Linked DNA regions of Drosophila melanogaster: regions 2 and 3 are each linked to region 1. Evidence: chromatin contacts called from public Hi-C data. All regions are on one chromosome and are shown on one strand. The core of a region is the stretch at or near the end of the contact, and the rest is flanking DNA. Distances in the headings are between cores, read along the strand shown.

Region 1 (4,384 bases), core at 1,166-3,665:
GGAAGTGCCTGCTTCTCCAGACGGACCCCTGGAACCTCCGCCGCCCACCAGAGACGATTTGTTGCTCTGGCTCGAGCCGTGCTTGTAGCTCGTAGCGTTGGAATGTCTGCGTCGCTTCATACCAGCAGCAGATCCACCTCCACCTGCTGCTCCACCACCGCCTGTTACCGATCCTCCCGTTCCTGGCTGGGTGACTGCAGCCAATTGAAGTGCAGACATTGTGCTGGTTGGATCCTTACGAATGATTGCACCTCCTAGGTGATGATGCAGGTGGTGGTGGTGATGGTGATGACGATGCTGGGTGCGGAAAGTTGGCTGGTGTGGCTGTTCAATGCCCAGATCAGATTTGGTGTAGCTATCGTCCTCCAGGTACCCATCCGGAAAGGGATCTAAATGGGCAACATAGTACATATTAAAACTAATTTATTGAGATTTCTAAACTACGACAATGAAGAGTTCTGATATTGTATCAGCTTACCTAATATCCAGGACTGTAGTGCCCGGCTACAAGCATCCGCCACTCCGCCGCTGCCCGCATTCCTAACCAGGCCCAGTTCCATGTCTTCCACATCATTTGCGGCAACATTGCCTCCTCCACCGAGCACTGCCAGTGCGCCGATGCTGCTGGCTGCACTGTGGTGCGGAAGTTGAAGAATGGGCTGGAAGAGTCCACCACGGCTCTGGTGCTTCAGCCGCTCGTCATGCGTCTCCGAACTTCTGTGGCGCTGCAGACGTGAGGAACGTCCAGGATTAACCAATGAGTTCGAGGCGGGGGCAATGACAACGACGGCGGTAGATGAAGTGGGAGCATCTCCTCCGCCTATTCCTGTTGATGGGGCGCTGGTTATAAAGTGCTGACGCGGATTGGTCTGACCGCGCGCCTTGTTCGTTGGCTGAGAGTGCAGGAACGAGGGTGCCGCTGTGGCTATCGTATCCGACTGATTGCGCATCAACTTGTTTTCCGCGTTGGAGTTTGCAGCTGCCGCCGCTGTGTCCAAGCTGCTCTGCCGTTCGAGACGTCGTCGATGGCGGCGGCTAAACACCTCAGAACACTTGCGCGACAGATGTCCAGTGCGTACGTGCTGGGCTGGTGCTGTTCCCGCTCCTGTATGTCCCAGTGTACTCACTGCTGCGCCTGATCTACTGTCGCCACCACTACTTCCTCCATCTGCGCTACCCGCACTGCTTCCAGCCGCCTCGACAACCTCCGGATAGACAGTGAGGTACTTGTTGAACATGTCTGCTTGAGCGGCGGCGCTGGTGGACGAGTTTCCGCCCGGTCCTGTACTCCGAATGGACTTGCTAACGCTGGCGGAACCAGCCAGCGATTGTTGATCCTGTTGGCTACCGCCGGATAGCATGGATGGGGCGTAGAACATCAGTTCAATGGACTCCGAGCTGTTCTTGCGATGCACATCGACCTTGAGATCTGCGAAGAGGAGTTCTTAGGCTATAGCACGTGTGCACAAGAAGCACCACTCACCAATAATGCTGTTCACGTTGTCGATGGACATGATGCTGTTCTCCTCGCTTGCTTCATTAATGGCCTGCTCGCCGGAAATGCGTGAGCCGCCCGGTCGGATGACCTTCATCTCGATGCCGCCCTCGTCGTCGTGGCGCGGTTCCGTTTCCTTGGTGACCTTCACGAACTGCCCCTTTAGGTTCCCCTCGGACATGGTCTGTGCGCGATCGTAGAGCCTGTGCAGCGCCAGATTGGCCAGCTTTACCATCAGTATGGTTAAGCTCGTTATCACGCAATACAGGCACCATGTCAACCAAGTGCTCGGAAAGTACTGCAAGAAGATCTATGAACGGACTACTTAGGACTACACTCGGTCACTACTTACCAGGTAGGCCACGAAGGGCGAGCAGAGCAGGTAGAGCCACAGGTAAAGGTGCACCACGTTGCAGAAGACACCCTGATGCGGATCGTAAAAGTAACCGCCGGTCAGCGAGGCCCACACGCCCTGGCGCAGAATCTCCAAGGTCTGTGAACCCATGGTGGCCTATACTGCATCGCTTAGCCGCCGAATGGATGAGGATCCACGCTTTTGCTGCTCCAGCTTCCGGATTACTCACAGTAGGAGTTGCTGCTTCTGCTGCCGCTGCACTTCGTCACTCTTCCGTTTGTTTATTTGCTGAGTAAGCCTGCCAAGCTGCAGGCGGGGGGCGTGGTCTGCGGGCGAGGCCTTGGGAGGCGGTGGTAGCGTGGGTGGTGAACGGGGGCGGAGGGGAAGGCAAAGGCAGAGTCGCTGGTTTTTTTGAGGGAAAGCTGTGGGACAGGAGACAATGCTGCGGCTCCTCTGGAAACACTCCAACTCCGGACTGGCGTTACGCCGTTGTTTGTTTTCCGGGATCTCAATGATGCTGCAATGGGATAAAACGAATATCGCTCGCAATCCTGCTGTAATTTTAATTTTTTTCTTTTGTTTAGAGCCTGTCCTGTCATCGATTATTGGCCCGAACCTATCGGGCCCTATCGCACTTCGATATTACTAGGAAAAATGGTAACACTGCAGTCTGGTATTTAAATTTAAAATTTTCTTTCTTTTACACACTTTTTTACATTACCATTAATTAAATTTGTTAACTTAATAATTTCTTATGAAATTACCTTCAATTTTCGTAAACTTTTTATACGTTTTAACAGCGATTAATTGAGTGTAATATAAAACATATTTATTAATAGTAAATTATATATCCATGAATGTACAATTTTATTCAAAAGAAATAAATGTTTTAAGGGCTAAAACTACCAAACCCCGTTACTAACATTACGTAGAGCCTAACTTAGTAAATAATGGCAAGGCTAAAAAACTAATATGAATAACCTTGTCTTTGGTTGCCCTTAACACTTCTCTAAAACTAAGTCCTTCCTCCGATTTAACTTTATTTCCGTTCACATTTCCATTAGGCTAGAAAAAAAAAAAAAACAAAAAGAGTGCGTACGTATCTAGGGAATCACAAGAATCCGGGATGATCCGATCGATCGGTCCACGTCTGCCGCATCCGGTCAGTCTGCGCCCCCACATGGGCGCTGCATAGTCAGCGCTCCTCACTGCTGCTCCCGTCACCGCCAATGAAGTCGTCTCGCAGTCCGCCCCTGTGCTCATAGTTGTGGTGGTGGTGGATGTGCTCCTCCTCCTCTTCGAGTTCCGGCAGCGCTGGAGGCGCCACCGGAGGCGGAAGTGGGTGGTGGTGCTCGTGGTGGTCATGATGGTCGTGGTGGTCGTGGTGATCATGGTGATCGTGCTTCTCGTGGTGGTGAATGTGTTCCTTGGTCTGGTGAATCTGGATGGGTCGGTGGTCCTCGTGGATCACCTTCTTCTCCTCCTTTAGGACGAGTGGCTTGTGGTGGTGGTGCACGTGTTTCACCACGGTGTGTATGTGCGTTTCGATTTTCTTGTGAATGGGCACGTGGATCACGATTTTCTTTTTTTTCTGGTGGCCCCTGAAAAGGATAGCAAATACATTTTTAACCTAATAAATTATTTGATTCCATACACTTTTCGTTTGGAAGATTATTAATATAGCTTAAGTTAAATATTTTAGCTAAGTTCGTTTGAAATTATTTAGCGAGAGTGATTGGCTTTCTATGATTTGAAGTTGTAAAATGTTCGTTAATCTGAATGACGCTTTAAGTTAAGGGGCCTGTGCCGCGATGTATCCTCTATCTGGCCCAGTAGTCCCCATGATAATCCATACCCCGCATCCGTTTCCGGCACGCAGACGAGAAGCAACACCAGCGCCACCACAATTGAGAGCCTCAGGAGCTGCGAATAGAGGGAGCACGGATATCGGGTGTAATCCTTGTGTAGTTGCAATACCCGGTCGCCACTCACCAAACTGCGGTTATCCATATCGCTTGGCTTGAGACCCAGGTGCTGAGGTGTTGAAGGCTCCGACGAAGCGGCTGCTTTGATTGCTGCCCCACTGCGACCATTTTATTTATACAGGCGCAGGCACACGGAATGCGGTGGAATACGAATACCCCGACGCCAGTTGGCGGCTTCTGCGCTTCCGTGACGCAGTCCACCACCAACGATATGGGCAGAGCCATGGGCCTCGCTCTGCTTTGGTGGAGCCACACTTGGTGGAGCTTCTGCGCACGCGCCGCGAAACAGCGGAGTTGGCTGCTCAGTGAAAAACCTGCAATTTCCATTCATTTCGGATGGCAGCGATCATCGTGTCATGGATTGTGGGTGGTTTTCAGCCAGAGGAGGACTACTCTCTACCGAGACGGAGGCTAGCCCCAAATTGTGGAATTTGCACTGTTAAAAATAAGAAGAAATCACGCGTGTATATTATGTATATAAAAGCCCACAACGAAAGTATGGAGTTTGCACCTGTATTAGCTACTAATTTTTGCGTTACATTAGACCTA
Region 2 (4,384 bases), core at 908-3,407, 4.5 Mb before region 1:
GAACCTGCCCCTCTTTGTGCTTCCGATGTGCTCCGTTAAGTGTGAGTCCAAATGAGTGTTAAAATGAGTGTTTATGCCTCGTGACATGCGAACGATTGAACTAAACTAAAAAAACTTAAGCTCCCGATCCAGAATGCAGCTTGAAGTGCGGCAAGAACGGGTACTGCAACGAGCACCACATCTGCAAGTGCAACGTGGGCTACACGGGCCAATACTGCGAGACGGCCTTCTGTTTTCCGCAGTGTCTCAATGGCGGTAACTGCACGGCGCCGTCCGTCTGCACCTGTCCGGAGGGCTACCAGGGCACGCAGTGCGAAGGTGGTAAGTAGACGCGACTATTATGGACATTTAGCTCTATCTTTAATGCTTAACACGGTTAGCTTAGCGGAACAGATAATTTGATTTTGATATATACAGGGGGCCCAACTGTTTCAGCCTAGATCTTCTTCGAGATGGCAATAGCCGTCTTGCAGCCAAACTTGATTACCTCGGTCATGGCCTGGTAAAAGGGCGCTTGCTCGGCACCGTGATCAATGCCCGTGTCGTGGTGCTCCTGCTCCTCGTCCCGGAACTTGGTGATGGTGGCCAACAGCTCCTGCAAAATCATATAACGTTGTTACTTCGTCCGTTGCTTGGGGCAGTTGCAAATGGTACTTACCTTATCCGGGTTCGGTGCCTCCATTATCTGACGCAGCTGGTCATTGTAGTGTTCTACGATCACCGTCTCCACTGCCACCGTGCAGGCCATGGCTGCCTTTTCGCCCATGAGGGCGGTTCCGGCGCCCAGCACAAATCCGGCCACGTTCCAAATTGGCGTCATGATCGTTGGACGCACGCGGTGCTGTTGAATGAGCTGCTCGAACTGTTTACGATGCTCTTTCTCCTGCTCCCACATGTGTCCGATGGTCTTGCCCAGCGGTCCGTTGCCCAGAATGGCCATTTGCCCGGCGTAAATGCGATCTGCTCCCAATTCGCCGGCATGATCGACGCGTATAATCTCATCTGTGAGCGCATTTGGACGTGGACGCAGCGGGGTGGTTTCAGAGCTGCCTCCTTCGGTCGTGCCTGCTGATCCTCCTCCAGTTGCTGAGCTTAGATAGCGCTTGGAGAGCAGGCGTGGCTCGGGCCGGCTAAGACCTCTTCTCAGCATTCCATCTGCGTAGAAAAGGAGGGTGATACGATACGCGATGATTAAGTACACTTGGGGCAAGATAACTGGGCATTATATAAGAATGAAATGTGCCTGGCGCGCAACTAATAGTATCCCATTGTAATCAACAGGTATTTGCAAGGACAAGTGCTTGAATGGCGGCAAGTGTATACAGAAGGACAAGTGCCAGTGCTCCAAGGGTTACTACGGCCTGCGTTGCGAGTACTGTGAGTAGCAAACGGCTCAACTCTTATCGAGGCGAAACACTGAACCTTTGCCCACCCATTTCCCTCACAGCCAAGTGTGTGATCCCCTGCAAGAACGAGGGACGGTGCATCGGGAACAACCTGTGCCGCTGCCCCAACGGACTACGAGGCGATCACTGCGAGATCGGGCGCAAGCAGCGCTCCATCTGCAAGTGTCGCAATGGCACCTGCGTCTCCCACAAGCACTGCAAGTGCCATCCGGGATTCTATGGACGCCACTGCAACGGTCGTAAGTGCAGCGTTGATCCTGGAATGTCCGGTGATCAGGATGGGCTTATAAAAATTTGCTAATCTCATCGTTTTCAGGCAAGCGACGACATGTCCACCGAAACGATGACTCCAAGTTCTAGGGCTACCGGCGCACACGATCCAAAATATTCAATCAACTTTTCACTTTTCTACTAAACCAGCACGACAAGAACAACAGCAACAGCGACAAAAGGAAGAAACGAAAATAATTCTAATTGTGATACATTTTTTTTGTAATTTAACATAACATTTTTAAATAAAAACAAAATCTAAGAGTTAATGCGTCGTGATCTAGCGAAGATTTCGAGGGTCAGTTGTGAGCCACTGAGTGCAGTCTACTTACTCATTGCTAATTTGCAGCTTTCCACGAGATGTATTGTGTTGAATAAATAAATTATTAGGTAAAGTGCAATTCGCCGAATTGCCGAGCACAAAAACAATTTGCGTTCTGTTTATTTTTGCGCAATCCAATCCAGGGATGGGCCATCCTCACGTGCCTGCCACCGGTATCGCACCACGTTCGTGAGTCACGCCATTGACCATTGACTCAAACTGTTCATATATTTATTTTATATTTTCATATTATTTTAATGATAGCAGCAACACCATAGAACATCTCAACTTTATGGTTTTGATTAGATCAAAAACACTACGAATTTATTTACACATTTGCAGCCCTGACCGATCATCCGACGATAGCCGATAGTAACGCAATCAGCTGTGCCGCAACTCACAAATTACATACATATATGTATATACATATGTGATTGATCTGAGATGCAACATAAAGCATTAAATGCGGATTCTATGTGTATCTCAATGAAAATTACCACAATCGTCCCGGGTAACTACCCGCTAGGAGATTGTGGCGCGGTGGATTCAAATGCGTGATGCTAGCGCCACACCATGAGATTCGCTCTACAAGTGTCGCAGTAACTGATTGATAAACAGGAAGCCGGTATGTACAACACTGCTGGTCTTGGGATAGACGCACTGTCGTTTTTATTAAACAAAATCGATTCTTACTTATCATGCGTGTTCTAATTGTCCAAAATGCTTTTCGTATCAAAGTTCTAAACGATTCCAGCAGTCAAATTTCAATTTCGATTTTTCCGAACCCAGCTTCCTTGAGCTTTCAGACGGCGTTGGCATCAGAGTTAGTTCATGTCCATCTTTATTCCTTGCCATGTTATACCAGAATACATGAATTGATTCAGTTAAAACAATAGTTTAATTATTTGAAGCCGTTGTCAGTTAGAGTCCTATCTTATCATTATTGATCTTACAAATGTAGTAAACATGATCTCATAATTATGTTTAAAAAAAAAATGCTTAAATAGTTTGAAACTAGTACGAAATATGCATAAATGGGGTCCAGAAGAAATAAAAAAAAAAAAAAATTATAATAATGTTGTGGTGTTAGTGTTGATCCAAGTTGCTGGTTGCTGGGCGGACAACGAGACTGTTGCGGCGCTTGAACAGGTTGAACACAGAACCTGCCGCAGGAGAAGGAGCCGTCCCCGACGATGTTGAAGAGGCCGGTGGCTGTGGCTGTACCTCATTCTCCTCGCGGAATGAGCGGAGCAATTCGCCAGGATTAAGCGTTTTTCGTCGCTTTGTGATCCGCAACAACGACACAGGTTTCTCCACATCAGCCCCCTCGGGGCTCTGCATCTGAACGCCGGTCGACTTGAGTCTGATATGCAGACGCGGAATGGGTGGCCGCTGGGCCTTGGCCATTAGCTCAGCGTCTAGCTCAAGCATACATTTGTCGGATTTGTAACGTGTATAACGGAGACTGCTTTTTGTGATAATCAACCCATTCTGGAATTGGTAATGCACCTGACTAAGGTACCTCTTCAGATCGCTAAACGTGTGCACGTCCCGGAAGGATTTGATATCGTCCCGGTGGTAGGTATAGCAGTGCTGGATGTACTCATCGAAACCACCCGGCTGAGAGCGTGTGCAGAAATGGCAGACCAGGAAGCGGCTGTAGTGGTCCACCATATGGCGCAGCGTAGTCAGCTCATCGGTCGAGTTGAACATGCAGAAGGAACAATGGTATATCACTGGCGACACTAGCTGCCGGAAGCAGAAACGCTCGTCGGGCTTGCAGTGTTCCACTTGGCCGTGCTGGACAATTGTCTCCTTCGTTGGCATAACCACACTGCACAATCCGCACTGGTAGTATTCGTTAACAGCCCCACCACTTCCACTGGCACTGAGCAGCATCAGGGCATCAATTTCATCATCTGTTACGTGCTTCAGGTCATTGGGCAGGTGACCTATCTCACTGATGTGTTTCGCAAGATCGTGCCTGTTTTTATAGCGGTAGTCGCAGTAAGCGCACTCCATCGGTCGACGAATGTCCGCAGCCACTATGCTCCGGATAGAGTGTGTCGCACGCAGGTGCTCGCGAAGTGCCTTTGCATTGCCCCTAAATCTCTTGCACTCGGAGCAGAGCAGCATCGGCTGAACGCGGAAATAGAAGGGCTGGTCGGGATGTTCGCGGGCCCAGTGCTGGGAGCGTAGGTCCGGCAAGTTGGTGTTTGTCCCGTCGCAGTGTGTGCAGGCGAACTCCACGATTTTCTGTAGCAAAATAATAATGAGCATAAGGAAAACAAAATTGAAAATTGGGCCTGCATCAGCCACACTTTACTTACCGCGTCATCTTGTTCACCGTACTCGTCCGCCTCGTCGTCTGAATCCAGCAGGTCCA
Region 3 (4,384 bases), core at 1,029-3,528, 4.1 Mb before region 1:
TAGCTTCTGCGAGACGGTGTGAAAGAACTGCTTCTCCGCACGCGTCATCGTTGACTCGGCATTCAGGACCAGCACAAAGACATCGGCGTTCAGGCAATGGTTATCGATCCAGTCGTCCAAATTGGCCGACACATCCACACCAGGTGAGTCCACAAAGACGACATCGTCGCGCAGCAGGCTGCAGCGTTCCCTCGGCCAAAAGATGCGCACCAAACTGCTCTCGCAGAGCTTCTCCTGGCACAAGGCATTCGCCAGTTGTTTGATGTTCTGCAAACAAGGGTCACTAGGTCATTAGGCGAAACACATTTCCCAGAGGAGAGCTGAGTAGCCCACTTACCACCACATTTAGCTTCTCCTCGGAGCCCTCTGTCATAAGATACGCCTCGCCGCCATTGCTGCCCTCCACTTGGCAGAAGCAATTCGTGGTGTGCCCAATGCCGCTGGGCAGGATCTTCTCGCGCAACATGGCATTAATCACCGAGCTCTTGCCGTTGGAGGTGCGTCCAAAGAAGGCCACCTTCATGTGATCCCGCTGCAGTACTTCGCGAATGGCCGCCACCTTGTACACATAGCTTTCGAACAGCTCCCGTTCCGCCTTGTCCACGATCTCCGCTTCCGCGTGCAGGGCTGAAAGAGCAACGAACATTGGTTTAACTGGGTATTTCGCCAAAGGCAATAGATGTTAGATAAGAATCAAAATTTCACCATTTCCCTTGTAAAACGATGAACTGAATCATAATCGTTCTTATCGAATACCATGCAACATAGAGGTTCAAGGATTGGCTTCTGTTGGGTATTTTAAAAATATAATACATAACTCACCGTTGATAAAGGTGGTCGTCTCATGGACATACTCCTCGATCTCGCCGTAGATATCGTTGATCTTCTTTTTGGCGCGCACAAAGATCTGGAGCGGTGATTTGTCGTTGGATTGATAGAGCCGCGATTCCGGTAGCAGATTGGCGGCCATTGTGGAGCCGGATTGTTGCAGCGATGAGTTGAACCGGGATAGCGGGGAACCGGGTCCGGATTTGTCCACCGTGTCCGTGGAGGAGGCGTGACGGTCGTCGTCGGCGGGGCCCGTTTGCCCGGTCACCATCGAGATGGTGCGGTTCAAGTAGGCCGCCATTTCGGGATCCGGTTTATGGTTGATTCGGTTTAGCAGATGGTTTTTTGGTAGAAGAAGAGAATTGCGATACAAAACAAAAGGTATGCAGCCCAGGGGATTTGGTTGTTCAGACTTCCAACTTCTGCAACTTCGCCGCCAACCCGAAACTCAAAACTTAACTATCTCTGTTTATTGTGTGTTATATTGCTTTTGGGGGTATTTGCTCAAAAATCAACGTCATAAAACTGAAACGAAATTAAATGAAAAATTATGACACGAAAGAAAAAACAAAACGATTGAATACAGTGCGCACCAGATAAGCTCAACTTGAGTGGTTTAAGTGTTAAACAAAATGTGCGCTACAAAATCAAGCATGTGTTTGCTAAGTATATCTTAGAGAGAACATAAACTATTGATTTGTTGTTCGCTATGTCGAGAGTGCACTGTATTTGGCGAAAAGGAAAATACCGCAACGCAAATTGCACGCACACACACACACGTGGTCCAATTGCGCTGCAAACAAATATAGGCGAAAAAAGTATAATAATCTAATGTTTTTGGTTTTTCTTTTTTCTGACAATTTACATCTGTGTGCGTAAATCGAGTTGATAAAGTTTAATCTGCCCTCTCGCTCTATCAACTAACCTGATTAATGCCACTCTCGCTCATATTTGTATTTGTTTTATTTTATATTTGTATTTATTTTCCTCTCCGGTTGTTCGATTCTTTTAATTGCTGCCCCTCAGCTGATGCGTTTTCAAATGGCAAATTGTGGAAAGCGTGGTTCGAACTTCCAATAACCGTACATTGCCGACTAGAATCCAGTTGCAGAGAAGCAATTTCACGAAATTTAGTTAATATTATTAATTTTTTTTAAATGCACATGATGTAACGTTAAGGTGACCAACTCATGTTGTTCGCTGACATCCGGCGTTAGTGCATTTTTATGCCTTCCCATGTCTAGTATATTTTTATGCCAGTCGAAAGCTTAATATGGTATTTTTTCAATTCGCTGCCATATTTAATTGAAATTAATTTTTTTCAATTACTACCACCTAGCTTATTTTTATTTTTATTGTCTAATTTAAATTTTGTCTAATTTAAAAATAGAATTTACCCTGACAATGATTTTCACTGATTGGAAATGGTCACACTAGCCAGTTTCCAGTTAGCCAGAATGTAACGGCGCCTTTCCCGCTCCAATTGGAATCCGCGTGTAATTTTGTGTCTCGTGTTAATTGTATTATTTCCCCCGCTTTTCGGATTTCCGCATAAAAAGCGATGAGTCTACAGGACGAGAGTTTTCCGACGGACGAGCTGTTTGACCAGCTGAACAATTTGAGTAGCAGTGGCGCCAGGAATACCTGGTTCGCGGAGCACCATAAGCCCGCAGTCTTCGAGCGGGATACAGCGCCATTTTTGGAGATCTGCTACGCGGATCCAGACTTTGATGCGGATGGGGATGTGGCCAACAAGAGCGCCAAGACATGCGTAAGCGATCCCGTGGGTCGTGATCAGGAGGATGAGGACGACTATGATGAGGATGTCGATGGTAAGAAGTGTTCGCTCTCTCTCTACACTTGCTTAACTACAATGGGAGAAATATTCCCATCAAACATATCTCATATATGTATAATTTTGGTACTTCCATGTCTCGATGTATAATGGGTACTTCATTCAATGGGCACAGTCAATTAGCTAGTGCTAACATGTATCCTTTCTTATTCAACCAGGCGATGATCATAAACTGGGTTGCGAGAAGGCTCCATTGGGCAGCGGGCGCTCCAGCAAGGCGGTCTCTTACCAGGACATCCATTCGGCCTACACGAAGCGCCGCTTCCAGCACGTGACCAGCAAGGTGGGCCAGTACATAGCGGAGATCCAGGCGCAGGACCAAAAGAGACGCAATGTGAAGTTCGCCGGATTCCAGCGAGTGAACTCTATGCCGGAGAGTCTAACGCCCACATTGCAGCAGGTGTATGTCCATGATGGTGACTTCAAGGTGGACAAAAACTGCCAGACTCACTCCAACTCCGATTCGAATTACAATTCCAATTCAAACAACTCTAGCAGCAGCTTTGATCGATTGCTGGCCGAGAACGAGAGCCTGCAGCAAAAGATCAACTCATTGAGAGTAGAAGCGAAGCGTCTGCAGGGCTTCAACGAGTATGTCCAGGAACGACTGGACAGAAAGACAGATGATTTTGTGAAGATGAAGTGCAATTTCGAGACCCTGCGCACCGAGCTAAGCGAATGCCAGCAGAAGCTTAGGCGCCAGCAGGACAACTCACAGCACCACTTCATGTACCACATTCGATCGGCGACCAGTGCCAAGGCCACTCAAACGGATTTCCTGGTGGACACCATACCCGCCTCCGGAAACGTCCTGGTCACACCCCATCCCCTGGGCGACCTGACCTACAACAGCAGCAAAGGATCCATCGAGTTGGCACTGCTCAGTGTGGCGCCTTCTGCCCGAGTGGCCCAGAATCCCGTCCAGGTCCAACGCGCGATTCATCCACAATCTTTGGACTTTAGCAGCGTTAGCACCGAAGCTGATGGCAGCGGTAGTGGTAAGCAATCGCAATGCTATTTTATTAGATCTGTAGATTATTTCGAATAAGATTGACTAACATGGATTTTTGTTGGTTTCTATTCAAGGCGAACATCGTGTGGAAACCTCATCCAGGGCCTTGGTCAGAAGAACCCCGGCGCCCAACAACTCGGAAACCAGCCAGCCGAGCAGCAACGACTCGGCCATCGAGGTGGAGGCGCACGAGGAGGAGCGACCCAGCTCCAGGCGGCAGTGGGAACAACAGGGGGAGCTCATCTCGCCCAGGCAATGGGGCCAGCATGAGGGCATGTACTACTTTGACAAGCGCAACAACCGAGTCATCGAGGTGATGGGCTTCAATATCAGTCAGGGGCGCAATCAGAGCCATGACACCATTCATAATCAGAGCATCAACGATAGTCAGACGCGTCTGCTGGTCCACTCGATGTCGATGTCGCATTTGGAGGCGCATGACCACTTTAGGAGTAAAAGGACGACACTGGGCAGTCGGATGCTACGATTCCTGGGGCCCTGCGTTCGCTGCCGTAATGGTGATCCATTGAACCGCAGCAATGTCACATACAAGGATGGTTTGCCTGCGATGCCCGAGGAGGAGTTCGTTGACCAAAGGAACCAGCGCTAGTCCAGCCTTCCACCATCCACTTTTATTTATTTATTGTATGTATTATCATATCCTGTTATTTTATGTCGCGTTATGTCGA

What was found. A called contact is a pair of places that touch in the nucleus more often than the background predicts.
Region 2: a contact with region 1 is called in a Hi-C map of the Kc167 cell line, with 3 times the contacts expected there. The contact joins the promoter of Coq7 here to the promoter of pcx in region 1. A contact is called at or near these places in 9 of 107 Hi-C or Micro-C datasets (the D17-c3 cell line, the Kc167 cell line, the S2 cell line and 4 more).
Region 3: a Hi-C map of the Kc167 cell line shows a contact between it and region 1, with 2.7 times the contacts expected there. The contact joins the promoter of swa here to the promoter of pcx in region 1. A contact is called at or near these places in 3 of 107 Hi-C or Micro-C datasets (the Kc167 cell line, embryo and wing imaginal disc).

What each region holds. Positions count from the first base shown.
Region 1 is chrX:2,223,327-2,227,710 of dm6, reverse strand. pcx (pecanex) reads right to left here and starts at 2,415. Exons shown (of 10, transcript NM_001272254.2): 1 at 1,848-2,415; 2 at 1,484-1,805; 3 at 479-1,429; 4 at 1-389. The coding sequence starts at 2,000. CG14052 reads right to left here and starts at 3,957. Exons shown (of 3, transcript NM_001272252.1): 1 at 3,843-3,957; 2 at 3,706-3,773; 3 at 2,742-3,451. The coding sequence starts at 3,860. The coding sequence ends at 3,046.
Region 2 is chrX:6,768,998-6,773,381 of dm6, reverse strand. It overlaps Coq7 (Coenzyme Q7), which reads right to left and starts at 2,157. Exons shown (of 3, transcript NM_143710.3): 1 at 2,009-2,157; 2 at 659-1,155; 3 at 343-595. The coding sequence starts at 2,012. The coding sequence ends at 437. sov (small ovary) reads right to left here. Exons shown (of 7, transcript NM_132120.2): 6 at 4,329-4,384; 7 at 2,670-4,254. The coding sequence ends at 3,085. It overlaps shf (shifted), which reads left to right. Exons shown (of 8, transcript NM_132121.3): 5 at 133-321; 6 at 1,282-1,377; 7 at 1,448-1,645; 8 at 1,723-1,919. The coding sequence ends at 1,766.
Region 3 is chrX:6,363,602-6,367,985 of dm6, reverse strand. swa (swallow) reads left to right here and starts at 2,278. Exons shown (of 3, transcript NM_078505.4): 1 at 2,278-2,660; 2 at 2,842-3,681; 3 at 3,770-4,384. The coding sequence starts at 2,390. The coding sequence ends at 4,305. Marf (Mitochondrial assembly regulatory factor) reads right to left here and starts at 2,037. Exons shown (of 8, transcript NM_206635.3): 1 at 1,915-2,037; 2 at 823-1,353; 3 at 338-627; 4 at 1-267. The coding sequence starts at 1,129.